3 separate regions of the Mus musculus genome follow, and regions 1 and 2 are each linked to region 3. A link is a contact called in public Hi-C and HiChIP or PLAC-seq data. All regions are on one chromosome and are shown on one strand. The core of a region is the stretch at or near the end of the contact, and the rest is flanking DNA. Distances in the headings are between cores, read along the strand shown.

Region 1 (2,700 bases), core at 3-2,502, 580 kb before region 3:
GCTGTTGTGATCATAAAAAGAGAAAGAGCTACTAAGATCTGTTCTGGCAGGGTGTGGGGGAAGGGTGTGCCTCAGTGGGCCCATGCCTCAGCATCCCTTCCCCCTGAGAGAGCAGCCACATGACGGTATAGTATAGAATAGAGTTTATTCGGGGCATGGGGAGGGGAGTTAAGAGGGTAGTAGAGACAAAGGCAGAGAGGGGAGGGGGAGGGGGAGGGGGAGGGGGAGGGGGAGGGGGAGGAGAGGATTGGAGGCTGGCCATGAGCATATGGAGAGAGGGGGTAAGGGAATGGGGAAAGGGGGGAACAAGGGGCCAAGAGGCAAAAGCGTGAGAGAGAAAGAGAGAGGGATGAGGGGGCAAGCAGCCCCTTTTATAGGGTCAGTCCTACCTAGCTGCTACCAGGTAACTGTGTGGAGGAGCATATCTGGCTGTTGCCAGGTTTCGGTGGGGGTGGAGTCCAGACAGAATACCAACAGGTGCGAAGGCTAGAGCCTGGATTTTTTTTTTTTTTTTCTACTAGTAATCGAGTTGCTTGGACTTGCCCATACCTTAGGCCTAGTCTCTTTAACTGCCAATTTGAAGTGTGTTGCGGAATCTGCCTAGCCTTCTCTGTGCTCAGAACTTGGTCTTGGGGGGTGCCGGGGAGGGGGTGTCCTGATTGGATATTTTTCCTAACAGCCACCACCAAGTCTCCCAAACCTTCTTACGTGGTCTGTTGGCTTTGCTGCTTATCTCTAGTCAGAGAAACCCGAGGGCAAACGATTCAACTGTGACCGCCCCATCTGTATTGCACTATCAGGATCAAGAATAGATTGCTGGTCATTAACACTGCGATTAAGAATGTATATGTATACGTATATAGTCACAATTAAATTTTGCTTTATCATTAATATCGGACACTGCTGGCGTGCCTTTGCAGTCAGTAAACCAGAGACGTGGGGAAGGCTTCGGTATTCGCAGTGTGTGGTTGTGCATAGGGCAACCTACACAAGACCCGCCTCCGCCTCTTCCGTACCCCCGTGAGTGCCACACCGAGAGTAGTCCCCCAGCCTTTTCCGGTGTCCCAGAGTCTCCTCATTTGCGGCCTTCCGGGACACCAGATCTTTGTGAAGGTCTGGGCTCCCTTCCGTCAAACTCTGGGTATCCAACCGCAGCGCTGCTAGCCAGGGCTGTCAGCCCCCAGTGCTAACTAGCGGGCTAGTCGCAGAGTCCGCATACGTGCGGAACCAAAGATGCAGTCTCGGTTTCTAGCAGGTCGCGAAGAGAACAGCAACCCGGGTTCCCGCATGCGCAGTGGAGCACGCTTGCACCCTGGGAAATGTGTGCTTGCGCGGTTGCTGGAGTCGCGGTCTCTTCCCTGGTGGTTCCGACTGCGGAGAGCGGGGAGATGAAGACGAAGGCCACCGCGCCGGTGCCCCAACCTGGGCCTATCAGGAAGCTCGCTAGGAAGAAAGCCAAGAAGAAGTTCAGGAAGAGCAAAGCTCTGGCAGGAAGTGGGGTTCCGGGAAGCCACCCGGCGGCTGTGGCAGGCCGACCGCCGAAGGCCCCCGAGAACTTTTCTCAAAATTGGAAGGCGTTGCAAGAGGTGAGACCGGCGACAGGCCACCTTCATCCCGAACTTTCTGTCAGGTAGCCACAGACTCCGAAGGAGGAAGGGATGTTGCCCTCTGCTTCATTCAAATTCTTTTTCTCAATTATGAATCACTTATCTAGGTTGCCACCCTGGCAACGTCTTAAACTATGTCCCAGAACTCTGGCCCAGTGGTTCTGGAACTATTGTAGCTCAGGGTATACCCACACTAGTGGTTGTCCTCCTACATTAGGTAGCCTCCCTAGTCCTGAGCCTCTATACCTACCCCCATTCATAAATTCTTCCATACTAGTTAGATGCTTTTTTTTGTTGTTTTTGTTTTTTCGAGACAGGGTTTCTCTGTGTAGCCCTGGCCGTCCTGGAACTCACTCTGTAGACCAGGCTGGCCTCGAACTCAGAAATCTGCCTGCCTCTGCCTCCCGAGTGCTGGGATTAAAGGCGTGCGCCACCACGCCCAGCTTAGTTAGATGCTTTTACTGCCCTTGTTTCTTAGACGGGGAAATTGTGACACATAACTTACAGGGTTTGAGTTGAAAGTAGGTCACATACGGTGTAAACAGCAGAACTGGGGTGCTGAATATGCCTTCACTGTCGACTTCTAGGGAGTCTTGAGGAGTGTATGTCATGGAGCCTCAGTAAGAAAGACAATAAGGAATTTCTTGGCCTCCATAACAACACTCCACCTTGTTCCTTAGTGTGGATCTTCCAACAGGACACCCAGGAGCAGCCAAACCCTGTGGACAGTCAGGGCTGTGTATGCTGGTTCTTGTTCTTTCTCCCAAGAAAGTAAAGTGTGCAGGGAGGACATGTTTACTAAAGGAAACTTGGATTTGGCTCTGGTTTCTACAAGAATCTAAATCCTTCAGGCCTTTTAAGTATTAGGGGAGTGAATAAGTAGAAACTCACTGCAACATCTCTCAGCTGGTTGCCATCTTGTTGTGGTCTTAACTGGAGATTTGAACACAAGGAAGAAATTGGTCTCCTGGACCTCTCCTCTACATGGATCAGCCCTATCTGGTTTCACAGGACTTCTTTCTTTCCATTGAACTCCCTTCCTCCAGGTCTTCCTTAGATTCTGAGCTGTAGCCGCCTCCAGAGATAACGGAAG
Region 2 (2,700 bases), core at 44-2,543, 880 kb after region 3:
AGCCAGCACATCTGCAGGGCCCAAACTCAGGAAGATCTGGTAGACAAGGCTGTCGGGGAGCAGGGGCAGGCCCCCCTCATCCATCGTGACATTCTGCCCAGACGGTCCTGAAACCCACCAGTGGCGGCTCTGAACCCAAGCCTCCTCATCGCCAACCCCAGGGAGAGACTGATAGTCTGGGGTTCCAGACATGGCAGTCCTAGCTAGCCCCACCAACTGCCCACCGGAGAATTCCACTGCACTGAGCATGTGCGGGGGGAGGGGAGGGATGTGTGCATCTCTCTTTGTGTGTACAAGTAGCACTGCCCCACCACAGACCCAACACTTCTTGAAGGACCCAGGCAGTAACGTTGCACCACCTTACATTCTCCAGGACACCAAAGGACTTGCTGGACCAGACAGCAAGCCCCTGAGTACTACTAGGCCAGGTAGAACCTGCGAAGTGGGGGGCAGCCCCACTTTCCAGGTGGGGGCCTTTGATGCCTTCCCCAATGCTACAGGGCACAGGGAGGCAGGTGAGCACAAGACAAGCAAACAGGTCTGGGCTGCTCAAACTGGCAGGTCCAAGGTTTAGCAGCCCACCCTGTCTTTGACCTTGCTGCTATAGGACTTCAGGCCAAGGCTGACTTTCTTCTGAGAAGGGGTTCCTGCTAGCCAGTGGCATATGTCGTTCTGGACTCAGGAGACAGCCTGGCCAGGAGGGTGGTTAAGAGTGATTGGGGTTTCTGAATGTCAGAGGAGACATCAGGGACCACGCTTTGCTGCTTAGCTAGAGTGGGCAGCAGCTCCTTCATTCACCCACTGAACACCGGAGGGTGGATTGGGACGACGTCAACCTGCCAAGGCCATCACTGGCCAGATAAGGCCACCAAAGGCTGTACAAGTGTAGACATTGCAGGAAAAAAATATGGTGACAGTGAACAAAGCCCGTGAAGGTGACAAAAGCCAGTTAAAGTAGGACAAGGCAGAGCGAGGCCCATGACCGGGACCAGGCCCGAGAAAATAAACGAAGGCCACGATCGGGGACAAGGGACACCGAAGGTGGCAGAAGGCTGGTGAATGCAGGACTGGGAGTAATGGGGCACAAGGCTGGTGACTGGGGACAGGGCAGATGACACAGGTGAGTGAGCACGGCGGGGCCAAAGCCGGGACTCACCGCGGTGCCTCTGCCCGCTGCGCTGCGCCCGGCTTCCGCCGCCGCTCTAGTCTCCACCTCCACGTCTTTATGGAGGCGCCAGGCTCGACGCTGAGAGCCCCGAGGCATCGATGGACCGTTCCCCCCCCCCCCCCTTCCCCGTCTTGCGCCTGCGCCTCAGGCTCCGACTAGCAGCCAGCGTTTCTTATGCGCCTGCGCAAACTCTTACTTTCCGAGCGTTCTGACTCACAGAACAGTACTCACTCCTGGCTACCCTAAAGGACGGAGGATTGAGCCAGGCTCAGCTGGGCCGGTTCGAGACTCTGCCTCTGCTCTCTCTGCTGCTGGGCTTTGAACAAGTGACTTTATGAGCACGTTCTTGTTGGTTGTGGAGTTAAAGACAGTTATTGCATGCATAGGGTTGAGCACTGACCACAAGTGGAAATAGGGGTGCAGAGGTCAACTCTTAACTTTGCACTTGGGACACAATGCCCAGCTCCTATCAAGGCTAGGTTCTAGGATGGACCCTGGCTTGGGTTAGGGGTTCAGTAATCGGAAGACAGATGTGGACTTCCTGGACTGTGCTTCCTGTGGCACTGGACAGTGGACTCTGACCTAGGACAGTGCACCCCTCCACCTCGCTGTCCTGTCACCTACTGTCCGTAGCAGGTTGGCCATGCTGTCTCCAGGGGCTGTGTTGTTCTTCACCCTGCTCTTGACAGCCAGTTCGCTGGGCCAAAGGACTCGAAAGCCTATTGGGTCTACCTCCCCCATCAGCACTATCCAGGCCCAGGTCAATTTCAGTGCTCAGAAGGTAAAATCTGGGAGTGAGTGGGGGTAGGTAAAAGAGCAATAAGAACCTGCCTAGCTTGGCGGGATTGGTCCAGGGTGCCCCATTTCCCCAGTCCTGAGCACTCATAGTCAACTTCCAGTTTGCAGGGACATGGCTCCTGGTGGCTGTGGGCTCTTCGTGCCGCTTTCTTCAGGAGCAGGGACACCGAGCTGAGGCCACCACATTGCACGCAGCTCCCCAGGGTGCAGCTATGGCTGTCAGCACCTTCCGAAAGCTGTGAGTCCCAGCAGGACTTCATCCCAGCCCCTGAGCCCATCTTACTCTGCCCTCCTGACTCTAAACCTCATCTCTAGCTCTTCTGTGGCCTAGATAGCTATCCCATATGGCCTCTCCTGGGTTGGGGTTCCTAGAGTCTGGGTGCCTCCTCTTATGACATACCTTCTTCCCCTCCCCAGAGATGGGATATGTTGGCAGGTACGCCAACTCTTTGAGAACACAGGGGTCCCTGGCCGCTTCTTGTTCCAAGGTGAGGCAGGGGCATCAAGGGAGAGGGCTCTGGGCTGGAGGCAGAGGGGAAAGGACTGATGTGCTGTTGTGGTTCTGCCGCAGTCTCACGGGCCCGTGGACCAGTGCATATGGTGGTTGCTGAGACTGACTATCAGAGCTTTGCCATCCTGTACCTGGAACAGGGAAGGAAGCTGTCTGTGAAACTATACGGTGCGGACTAGTCCTGTGATCATACATGGCCTGTGCTTTTCACACATGACCTGTG
Region 3 (2,700 bases), core at 131-2,630:
CAATCAGTCTGTTCTACATAGACTGTCTCAAGAAACAACAGTACCCCAGGGAAATTTGCCTGATAGTTCTTACCAGGCTTGCCCCACACAAGTTCCTACACCAGGAACCTACAGGTTTCCTTTAATGCCCCAGACTCCCTCTGGCCAAACCCAACTCTGGGCCAGACTTGATATGACTCTTATTTTCTTTTTTGAGACAGTGTCTATATAGTTCTGAAACTTGCTTTGTTGTATATCAGGCTGGATTTGAACTCACAGAGTTACACCTACCTCTGCTTCCTGAATGTTGGATTAAAGGGATGCACTATTACTCTTTGATTTCATGATTCTGTACCCACTCCAGTAGTGTTGCAGGTGACTTCTAGCTTGTAGTCAGTTCTCCATAAGACCAAGGCCCTTCCCAGGTCCCACAAACTGGCCAGTCGCCAGGCTTGGTTTTCACCAGCCTTGAGCCTCAAGCCACTGCCATGCTTCTCCTACTCACAGGCATTATTAGGCACTAGGAGGACCCAGCTGCCTAGGGAGAGTAGAATTAAGGAAGCTGTTAAGAATTAATAATGGAGAGAAAGTACCCAAGGAGCTAAAGGGATCTGCAACCCTATAGGTGGAACAACATTATGAACTAACCAGTACCCCGGAGCTCTTGACTCTAGCTGCATATGTATCAAAAGATGGCCTAGTCGGCCATCACTGGAAAGAGAGGCCCATTGGACTTGCAAACTTTATATGCCCCAGTACAGGGGAACGCCAGGGCCAAAAAGGGGGAGTGGGTGGGTAGGGGAGTGGGGGGGAGTGTATTGGGGACTTTTTGGATAGTATTGGAAATGTAAATGAGGAAAATACCTAATTAAAAAAAAAAAGAATTAATAATGGGCCGGGCATGGTGGCTCACGCCTTTAATCCCAGCACTGGAGAGGCAGAGGCAGGCAGATCTCTGAGTTCAAGGCCAGCCTGGTCTACAAAGTGAGTTCCAGGACAGCCTGGGCTATACAGAGAAACCCTGTCTCGAAAAAACAAACAAACAAAAAATTAATAATGGATAATTATTGGTATTTTGTTTCATAAGAGTGAGACCGACCCCCCCCTCCCCGCCCTCCCGCCCCCCCCCCCCCACTACTTAGCCAGCAGCTCTGTGATGTGTTGGCCAGGCAGAATAATCCTTAGTGAATGAATGTCCATTTCTGGCGGTCCCAGGTTGTGGGCTCCGAGGACGACACACACGGGAAAGTACTTAACGACACACTGATCATTCATCCAAACCCAGAACACCAGGAGCTAAGTACACAGCCCAGGGAACCTGGAGAAAGATGAACGCCTCGCTAGGGCCCCGCCCCCCAGCACACCTCCTAGCATGCCCTGCGCCGCAGCCTGGGTGGGACTTCCGGTGCAAGCCTACTGACTTCCGCGACTGCTAGAAGCATGATCTGCGTGTGGTCGCCCGGGCGATGATGCCAGCTGTGAAGTTTGGAAGGGATGCCTAGAAGGTGAGGATTGGCGGGCGGCAGGTAGCAGGCGTTGTGTCCAGGAGGGGCAGGGCAGCCAGCACGGGGAAACCGAGGCGTGGCGTGGCCGCGACATTGCTGGAGTGGAGAGCCCGCGTCCGGAGCCCAGCCGAGGTCCCCTAGCTGGTGAGATGCAGGACCGGATTTGCTCCGTGCTGTGCTCCGAACCGCTGCTCTAACCGGTTGCATGCGCTGCAGCACCACCGGCCACCCCTGGCTTATCGAATCCAGCCACTAAGGGTGCATTGGACCCCAACTGCCTTGCCCGGTTAGGCCTTAGAAGGGACAGGCAGCAAAGTGTCTCTGATGTCATTAAAGGCGGACCGTGGCTCCCAGCTCAGGACTTGAAAACGTGACTTTTTCTTCCTTTATGTGGGCGATGCTGTGGGAGGAGATGGAATTGCTGCTGCCTCAAAACACGTTACTCTTTCGTTGGTGGCCAAGCATCCAGTGGCAATGATTATTGCTACATCTGTAGATCCCGCTGTTTCTAGCCAAGTTGGTTGACAAACGTTCCCTGTATAAGTAATTGGAATGTCGTTGAAGGGGATTTTGTTTTGTTTTGTTGTAGTCAGTTAAGACTGCTGTCAACAACTTAGTAGGAAGAAATCAAACAGGATGTTTTTCTTCATTTCTGGCTCTGGGTGTGAAAATGTGTTTGATAATTTTGTTTGAAACAGTATCTCACTAATGGTTTGAAATGCAGAGATCCACTTAGTTATGCCCCCCAAGTGCTGGGATTTAAATTATGTGCCATCACACTCAGCTCTTTGTTTCTTTATTTTGGTTTTTGGTTTTTTGGGTTTTTTTTTTTTTTTTTTTTTTTGGGCGGGGGGGGGGGGGGTGGATTTTCCGAGACAGGGTTTCTCTGTATAGCCCTGGTTGTCCTGGAACTCACTTTGCAGACCAGGCGGGCCTCGAACTCAGAAATCCGCCTGCCTCTGCCTCCCAAGTGCTGGGATTAAAGGCCTTTGCCACCACGCCCGGCTCTTTATTTTGTTTTTGAAGACAGTTTCTTTTAGAGCTCTGGCTGACCTGGAACTCACTCTGTAGACCAAGCTGGCCTCAAACTCAGAGATCCCCCTGCCTCTGCCTCCTGATTCCTGGGATTAAAGACGTGTGTCACTATACCCGACTTCTACACCCAGCTTTTTACAGTTATTATACTTGTTTATTTCCTTGTGTGTAGGTAGATGTG

Evidence for each region. Hi-C and Micro-C count contacts between places; a contact is called where the count stands out from the background. HiChIP or PLAC-seq counts read pairs in DNA pulled down with a chosen protein or histone mark.
Region 1: an H3K4me3 HiChIP or PLAC-seq map of bone marrow-derived macrophages shows a contact between it and region 3, with 2.6 times the contacts expected there. The contact joins the promoter of Rexo4 here to the promoter of Snapc4 in region 3. A contact is called at or near these places in 2 of 115 datasets of contacts at active chromatin or transcription factors (bone marrow-derived macrophages and microglia).
Region 2: a contact with region 3 is called in a Hi-C map of CD8 T cells, with 4 times the contacts expected there. The contact joins the promoter of Fbxw5 here to the promoter of Snapc4 in region 3. A contact is called at or near these places in 5 of 39 promoter capture datasets (the C10 cell line, the SN4741 cell line, hippocampal neurons and 2 more), 2 of 484 Hi-C or Micro-C datasets (CD4 T cells and CD8 T cells) and 1 of 9 other capture datasets (pancreatic islet).

Annotation. Positions count from the first base shown.
Region 1 is chr2:26,962,938-26,965,637 of GRCm38.p6, reverse strand. Rexo4 (REX4, 3'-5' exonuclease) reads left to right here and starts at 1,252. Exons shown (of 8, transcript NM_207234.2): 1 at 1,252-1,586. The coding sequence starts at 1,320.
Region 2 is chr2:25,499,343-25,502,042 of GRCm38.p6, reverse strand. It overlaps Fbxw5 (F-box and WD-40 domain protein 5), which reads right to left and starts at 1,293. Exons shown (of 9, transcript NM_013908.5): 1 at 1,157-1,293; 2 at 1-107. The coding sequence starts at 84. It overlaps C8g (complement component 8, gamma polypeptide), which reads left to right and starts at 1,537. Exons shown (of 7, transcript NM_027062.2): 1 at 1,537-1,949; 2 at 2,068-2,204; 3 at 2,384-2,454; 4 at 2,538-2,645. The coding sequence starts at 1,812.
Region 3 is chr2:26,379,333-26,382,032 of GRCm38.p6, reverse strand. Snapc4 (small nuclear RNA activating complex, polypeptide 4) reads left to right here and starts at 1,380. Exons shown (of 23, transcript NM_172339.4): 1 at 1,380-1,484.